Linked DNA regions of Mus musculus: region 1 is linked to region 2. Evidence: chromatin contacts called from public HiChIP or PLAC-seq data. All regions are on one chromosome and are shown on one strand. Each heading gives the region's core, a stretch centred on a gene start, on an enhancer-like site or on the middle of the called end of the contact. The rest is flanking DNA. Distances are from core to core; before and after follow the strand shown.

Region 1 (3,938 bases), core at 306-2,805, 240 kb before region 2:
AGTTCAACATGAAGTGTTTAAGGCAGGCCTGGCTCTAAAGGCTACAGGAAGCCCTGGGCCATGAAAGACTGTTCTCTGACATGAATATCTAGGAAATGTAGTTACACTTTAGAAGAGATAGCAAAATGTACTACTTTAGAATATTTCAGAGTCATTAAGAGAGTAAGGCAGCAGACACCATGTAACCTTTTAGAAAGGATTCCTACCTTTTTTTAAAAAAATGTACTTACTGCTGGGGAATGAACCTAGGACAAGCATTCTACGAATGCGCCTGGGATGGCAAATCTTCCACCACCCAGAATGCATTATCTAGGATGGTCAGGCAGGATGCGTGGCTGCAGGGTTTAGTGACCTCCCCTTTGCAGGGGATAGCCTCGGTTAAGGTCACCCTCATCTTTAGAAAGGCCAGTGCCACCATGTACCTGACTCCACATCCCAGCTAGACGATCCTGAGAAAGTCACCGAACAGAATGCTAATTTCAGATTGTAGAGACGTAAATGGTATTTAAAGTACAAAGAGCTTAGACTGGCACACAGTCAACCCTAAACGGTGACTCTTCGAGCATGTGTCTTAGTTAGGGCTTCACTGATGTGAAAAGACACCATGACCAAGGCAACTCTTATAAAGGCAAACATTTCATTGGGGCTGGCTCTCACTGTCAGATGTTCAGTCTATTATCATCATGGCAGGCAGCATAGCAGCGTGCAGGTGCTCATGGTGCTGAAGGAGTGGAGAGTTCTACATCTTTATCTGAAAGCAACCAGGAGGAGGTGCTCTTTTGTAGGTAGCCAGGAGGAGGTTCTCTTCTATACTGGGTGGAGCCTGAGCATAGGTGGCCTCGAGGCCCACCTATGAAGTGACACACTTGCTCCAACAGGCCATACCTCTTCCAATAAGGCCACACCTCCTAATGGGCAAACATTCAAACCACCAAGCATGTCTGTTATGTGCGTGCATGAAGTGTATGCACATGTATGCACACACATCTGTGCACATTGTGTGGAGGCCCAAGGACATCAGGAGCTCACTCTATCCTCAATCACTCCCGATCCCCTTCTTTGAGGTCCGATGGATGCTTAGTTTTAATTGCCCACTTTATACAAACTAGAGTCAACTGGGAGATGTCTCCGTGAAGGATTGTCTAGGTTATGATGGCTTGTGGCGTGTGTGTGTGTGTGTGTGTGTGAGATTGTCTTGATTTCATTAGTCCACTCAATACCTTCTTGTCAGGTGTCAACGTCATTAAGGTTCATTTGGGCTTAGAGGTTGAAGGGCTACAGCCCAGCATGTGGGAAAGGACAAGCAGATGCAGGAGGATGAGGAGCCTGGCTGGTCCTGCTGCCTGTGGGGTCAGCAAACAGATGACACTCCCCCCCCCCCCCAATGATGTGCTTTCTCACAAGCGTTGTCTCGGAATCTTCTTAGTGCTCCTTAGACACTTCAGTGCTGGGAGCTGCCTCCGGGAGCCAGGCATTGACTGGTTTCCACAGTTTCCAGGGGTGAGCGTGTGACTCAGACTTGTTCCTCTCAGGCCCCACGAGGCTGGGGATATGACCGGCTCAGGATGAGGAAGCTGCTCTTTGCAAAGGGACCTGGGGTGGTTGCCGTGGTTCCAGAGCACAGGCCCCGTGGTGAAGCCAATCTAAGCAGCTGTTCTGGGACAGACAAGAGGCCATAGCATCTGAACAAGGAAGCTTTGGTCTTCAAAACTGGGTGTGCCCAGTTCTTTTGATTTGGTGTCTTTGAAGTTGGATGTCTAAACTTATGAACAACTGTGACCTGGGCCTGATGTCCATGGTCCCTGCAGGCCCATAATTCCCCTGGGATGACACTTGTCTGCCAGGACCTCCCCAGCCTCTGATGTCTGTTTTCCTTTAGTTCATTTGTCCTGCAGTATTAAAGCTCACACGATGCTCTGTGCCCATCCAGCCCACCCAGGAGTCCCCATGATGGTGGCTCATTGCTTGGTTGGTTTGATTATTTAAAAAAAAACAAAAACAAAATCAGATTCCCTAATTGAACCCCTTAAGTGTGTTTCCTTTGAATGCATTTTGGCCACAGTTATTAAATCACAACTGTATCACCCCTTAAATTATCTTGAAAACAAATCAATAATTTATTTAACCAGAGTCAAGAAAAGAAGCAGAGAAAGGAAAAGAAAAAAAAAATCCCCCAAAGAAATCTCTCTAATGAGTTTTACTTGGAAGGAAGCCGTGGACGAACACTGGGAAGGAATTTCGCTCTAAAGCAGGGCACACAACTAGCTGGGAGAATGAAAGTGACCTACTTCAATATTGTTCATTATTGCTCTCTCTGACAACTAACTCACCTTTGTTAAATGTCAGCTGTTTTCTGAGCACGCGACAGGGCCAAACAATCTCATGACATTCCCGATAGTGAGTGACAGCACTTGGACCCCACGTGGGAATTTGTTTTATTCTGTGAACTGAACATCTGAGATCATTACAAAACCCAGTAGCTCATTCGTGTCTCCAACCTGGACCCCCGGGGGGCAAAATCGGATCTAATTCAAATATCACTCTTTAAGTGCCCTGTGCTTTAATTGAGTTTCTAGGGGTCATAGCTCATTGGTACTGAGTAGGACAGTTCCCCATGGAGTGACAGACGTGGCCTTACATTCTCTAGGACCCGAGGCTCCCGTCAGTGAATCTGCTGGCAATCAGAGCATGTCTAATTTTGAGCAGGAGGAAAATTCCCCAAGAAGGATGGAAATGTCTCCTGGGGGCGGCAAGAGCTGGACAGACACTGAAGCAGAGAGGAGATTGGGGGGGGGTGTTGCTGTGCTCCACCCCACCCTTTCCACACACTGACCTGTGAGTCACTGAATTCTACTTAGAAGCCATCAGGATCTGCGATGAGGGGTCTCTGGGGCAAGTTGATTCACTAGACTAGATGAATCGGGGTGCTCTGGGTTCAGTGAGAGACTCCACTTCAGGAAATAATGTGGAGAGTGAATGAGGAAGACATCTGGCCTCTAAAGGCATGTGTGCTACACATGTTAACATGCAAACACATGTGTACTACATGTGTAAACACACAGACACACAAGGGTACTATACACGTGAACATGCAAACACACACGTGTGCTAATGTGTAAATGCACAAACATATGTGTTCTACACACAAGAATGTACAAACACACACATGTACTACACAGGTGAACAGACAAACACATGAGTGTACTACACATGTGAACATACACACACATTCAAAGCACAAAAAGGGACCAGAAAACACAATAACAAGACAATTTTAGGGCGTGTCACGTTCCATGAAAGAAACAAGATCAAGCTCAGAGTGGGTGGAGAGAGAGGGCCTGAGTTAGAAGAAAGAGGACAGACAGAACCAGGTGTATAGCTGTGCTCAGTTTAGCCTGATGAGCTTTGGCTTGTGACTCTTAATAAGAATCTGTTCCCTTCTCCCGTTTGGAAAACAAAACAGCATAATAGAGACTTTGTGCGCGGGGAGCTAGCCAGGAGAGCGGCTTAGTTGTGGCTATTCTTGGGAGACCTGAAAATAAAATTTACATCAGTATACTGGGTGAGGTGGACTAAGGCCATCCCTCTGTAGGGGACCCTGGGCGTGGCTTAGCTGTCCTGTTGATGCACACAAGCATCCAGAGTAAGGATGGTGTCTCAACACAGATGCCACTCCTCGATTTTCCACAAGGAAGCTAGAAATGCTTCCTCTGCACCAGGCAGTGGTGGCACACGCCTTTAATCCCAGCACTTGGGAGGCAGAGGCAGGCGGATTTCTGAGTTCAAGGCCAGCCTGGTCTATTGAGTGAGTTCCAGAACATCCCGGGCTACACAGAGAAACCCTGTCTCGAAAAAACCAAACCAAACCTACAACAACAAAGAAATGTTTCCTTGACTTCTTCTACAGATAAAGCATGGTTGTCACACATGGTCACCGC
Region 2 (3,955 bases), core at 830-3,329:
CCTGCCATCAAGATGGAGTCCAGAGCTCTTTTTTTTTTTACAGACTTATTTATTTTATTATATGTAAATACACTGTAGCTATCTTCAGTCGCTGTAGAAGAGGGCGTTAGATCTGGTTGTGAGCCACCATGTGGTTGCTGGGATTTGAACTCAGGACCTTTGGAAGAGCAGTCAGTGCTCTTAACCGCTGAGCCATCTCCATCCCCAGAGCTCTTTGTAAGATGGAGTCTCCTAGGGCAAGCCCCCTCCCCCCCCCCCCCCCCGCAAACCCACTGTGTTATACAATATGCAGTAACTTAGCATAGGGTCTAGCCTCAGTCAGCAGTCGCCCTCCTTGTTCCGGAAGGTGAGCTCTGAGGACCTCCTTTCCCTATGGACCTCGGAAGGACGATGCTGGGCCTCAGGGTAGGTGCATCAGCACTCCCCATTGCTCAACAGCAGCTGTCAGGTCCCCTTCTCTACTGACATTCAGCCAGGTCCCCATATGCTGCTCCTGGCCTCTCCAAGCCTCACTGCTGGGGTAGCAACGCCACCCTGTTTGGCTGCAAACATCGCCTCTCAGGTCATTTAACCGTCTCTTTGCTTCCTGCTTCAATGCATCATGTTAATGAGGCTTTGTCTCCTACCCTGAAGAGAAGAAAATTAAAAACAGCAAACGCATGTCACATGGCACCAACCCAGGCTTGCGGGGACATTCAAGATGGGGACACAATCCTCTCAGATTCATCTCTTCACATTCCCTGTCCTTCCAGGTGTCCGTCACAGAAATGCAGCCCACCTCCTTTGAGACAGGTCTCTCTTCGGCCTGGAGCTCACCAATTAGGCAAGACTGGTTGGCCAGCGAGCCTCCTGTCCACACCTCCCGCACTGGGGCTACCCACGCATGCCACCACACCCAGCTTTCTTATGTGGGCTCTGGAACTCAAGTCCTTAAGCTTAACCGCCTCCTCAGCCCCTCTAAGGACCTTTTAAATAAAATTGATAGCAGCCAGCCTTTCTTGATCCCTGTCCCTTCGACTCCATGTCCCTTCCCACACAACGCAGATTTGATGTACAGGGGTGGGGATGTTTGGTTAGGAAGGGAATGTGGGGCCAGTGGCCACGTGAGCAAGCCCAGAGTCTGTCCTTCCATGGCACTTACAAGAACACCCTCAAGGCCTGCAGCTGCTCCCTGCTGCTAGCCCGCAATGGATCTGGAGCCCCCAAACCATTCAGGAAGTGCCCGAATCCAACCCTTAGAAACTGGAGGCAACAAAGGCTTGTGTGAGCCATGAACATTGGAAGGATGGGGGACTTTGTTACACAGCCAAAGCTGACTGCTACAAAGCCCACACCCGCTTCACACTCCTATGTGTCTAGAAATATTCAGGGCACGATCTACAGCCCAGCTCCCATTACCTTCCTTCGGCATCCCCACCCTGAGGCATGCCCACTCTCTGCCCTCAACAAGCCTTCAGAATGGTCCCATTTTCCAGCCTGAGCACCAGTCCAAGAGAAGGGGGGATCCTAACCAATTAGCCCAAGTTTCCATGAGCTCTGTCTGTCTCAGCCCAGAAGGTCATATGTCCATGAAGCACCCAGCCACAGTCTGAGATGCAATGAGATCCACCCTGCAGAGATTGTTTTATGGAGATTTCTGTTCAATGTCAGACCAGCTTCTGTCTTTTCAATCTTCCAGACTGCTAAAGGATGTGAAATCTTTGCCTCTGACCACTTCCTCATCCAGGCCCATATGGAGAAGTGAAAGGACTTTTTGGGACTCTTTCTTGCTTGTTCCTTTAGAAGGAACAAGTGTTTGTGTGCCCTTTATTCCGACTATGGGCATAAGAATGTCTGCCTTTCCCTGCAACCAACACATCCTATCCCAGCAAACATGAACTGTTGTCAGGGACACGAGGAACCCGACTCCATGTCTTCTGAGAACTCCAAACAGCCTGGCTGTGTACAGTCACACTGTCAGTAGAAACAGAAACCATAGAAATGGGGTAAGCACACCCCACGAGGCATCAGAAAGGGGTGCAGACTATAGTGTGGGTGGGGCCGGTGGGGGAGGAGTTTGGAGCATGGAGCAACAGAATGGAAACTGGAAAGCTGCCAAGGAAACTATGGCAGAGAGAGCCAGAAAGCACCCGGGACGTTTGCTCAGGACTGGAGGGAGCGAGGCGTCATTAAGCTGACTTGCCTGGGCTTCCACGAGACAATGGGATTCATTTAATGAGAGAGGCCCCGGCATGGCAGAAATCTAAATTAATCCTTTGCTCGGCAGTTCACAGGGGAAGATGAGGAAGAAGTTGTCTTTAGAAATCACAACACTTTTTCCACCACCAAGGTAAAAACTCAGAGAGGAAAGAGAATGGGATAGGCACAAACAAACTTTCAAAACTGGCCCTGTCCTGTGCTTCCAGCCTGGCTGCTCCTCCAGGGCCTGCCTCTGGAGTTCTCTGGGGAAAACTGTCTCTGGGCCCCATGAGACTTCTCTCCCTTGCTGCTGCTGGCCTTAGCCCTCAAACTCTCAGTTCAACTGGCTAACTCCCTGGCTGGGTTTTCTTCTGGTGATTAAAAACACAGAAGTCAATCTTTTCCAGATGCCTGTGGTCGCTTTCCTGTGCTTTGGGGCTTCTGTTACCAGGCAGAGTAGACTCGAGATGAAATTGAAACCTGCCAACACAGGCAGGTCCCCCTCTCAAAGACTCATAAAAAAACGGGTGCGAGGAATACTCAAAACAGCTGGGACGGGCAAATGGCTTCTAGAAGCCCTGCTTCTGTGTGTTAGGAAGGAGGATGGGCCCATCCCTTGGAGAGTCTGATGGTCTCTGTTTGCTGTGATGTGATTTCTCCCAGGGCAGGCTGGGGTGTACACACCCATCCTATAAGCTGGGAGCTTTTATTATCTGTCTTATACACAATACTTGCTGCCCACAGTGCTATTTTGACCAAAGACAGGAAAGTAATTTTCCGAAAGTGAGCCACCAGCCCCCCTAAGGGTATCAACTTCAGTCCTGAATGGCTCAGCTCCTGGTTTCTTGCCTTGACCAGGCCTCCAAAGACAGAGTCTAGGCCAATCCCTCCCACTCCCCTCCCCCAGGTTGTTGCTCTGGGCAACATCTTCTCAGGCAGGCCTCTCTTGACCTCTGCACTCTGCATCCCTGACAGCTGGCCTCCAAGGGAACCAAAAGCTCAGATTTCTTCTGTTATAATAGGACTTCAGGCATAAATCCACTCTTCTGAAATTTCATTTCGGCTCTGCATAAACCCAGAGGGAAGCAGCTACACATAGCCATTAGGAAATATGTGTGTAGCTCGGCTGGTAGAGCGCTTGCCTGACTTTTGCAAAACCTCCCTCAGCAAAAGCCCAGCATGGTGGCACACACCTGTCACCCAGCACTAGAGAGGTGCAGACATCAGGACCAAGAGTTCAAGGTCATCCTTAGCCACTTAGCAAGCTTAAGGGCAGCCTTTAGAGGGCTGAGAACCTGTATAGAAAGGAAGGAAGGAAGGAAGGAAGGAAGGAAGGAAGGAAGGAAGGAAGGAAGGAAGGAAGGAAGGAAAGAAGGGAGGGGAGGGGAGGGGAGGGAGGAAAAGGGGAGGGAGGAAAAGGGGAGGGGAGGGGAGGGGAAGGGAGGAAAAAGGGGAGAACCTTACCACTCAGAAGGGCAGATACTAACTCATCTGTAAGTATCCACTGTCTGCTGCCTCCCATCTGCCTCCAGAGCCCCCTCAGCCCTGCCGCAGCTCTTTCTGGCTCCCCTGCTCCTATGCCTTCCAGCTCCAGAAACAGAAACCCTCCCTTCCAGAGAGAGATCGAAATCCCTATCACGCACCCTGGGTGTGGCTCTCAGCTTTCTGGATTCCTCACCTTCCATCCTCACGTCTCCTGTTCATCTCTTCTCTTTGACATTGTTCTCTTCAATCTCTGGGGCCGTTTCAAACCCTAAGTGCACCTCGGAGTTCAATG

What was found. HiChIP or PLAC-seq counts read pairs in DNA pulled down with a chosen protein or histone mark.
Region 1: a contact with region 2 is called in an H3K27ac HiChIP or PLAC-seq map of microglia, with 6 times the contacts expected there. The contact joins two enhancer-like sites. A contact is called at or near these places in 7 of 39 promoter capture datasets (the 3T3-L1 cell line, 3T3-L1-derived adipocytes, hematopoietic stem and progenitor cells and 3 more), 19 of 484 Hi-C or Micro-C datasets (B cells, the C2C12 cell line, the G1E-ER4 cell line and 12 more), 12 of 115 datasets of contacts at active chromatin or transcription factors (T-cell acute lymphoblastic leukemia, bone marrow-derived dendritic cells, bone marrow-derived macrophages and 6 more) and 1 of 9 other capture datasets (embryonic stem cells).

Annotation. Positions count from the first base shown.
Region 1 is chr2:166,418,123-166,422,060 of GRCm38.p6, reverse strand. No RefSeq gene overlaps it. Among named protein-coding and RNA genes, the nearest start is that of Gm30796, 15 kb to the right of the region's middle. Within about 2 kb of position 1,555, at least 32 of the 459 cell types and tissues checked have an H3K27ac peak or open chromatin away from gene starts, as enhancers often do. A contact at or near this core is called in bone marrow-derived macrophages and microglia, where this site is marked.
Region 2 is chr2:166,179,050-166,183,004 of GRCm38.p6, reverse strand. It overlaps Gm30320 (a long non-coding RNA gene), which reads right to left. Exons shown (of 4, transcript XR_866951.1): 3 at 3,857-3,955; 4 at 268-627. Among named protein-coding and RNA genes, the nearest start is that of Gm30536, 13 kb to the left of the region's middle. Within about 2 kb of position 2,079, at least 165 of the 459 cell types and tissues checked have an H3K27ac peak or open chromatin away from gene starts, as enhancers often do. A contact at or near this core is called in bone marrow-derived macrophages and microglia, where this site is marked.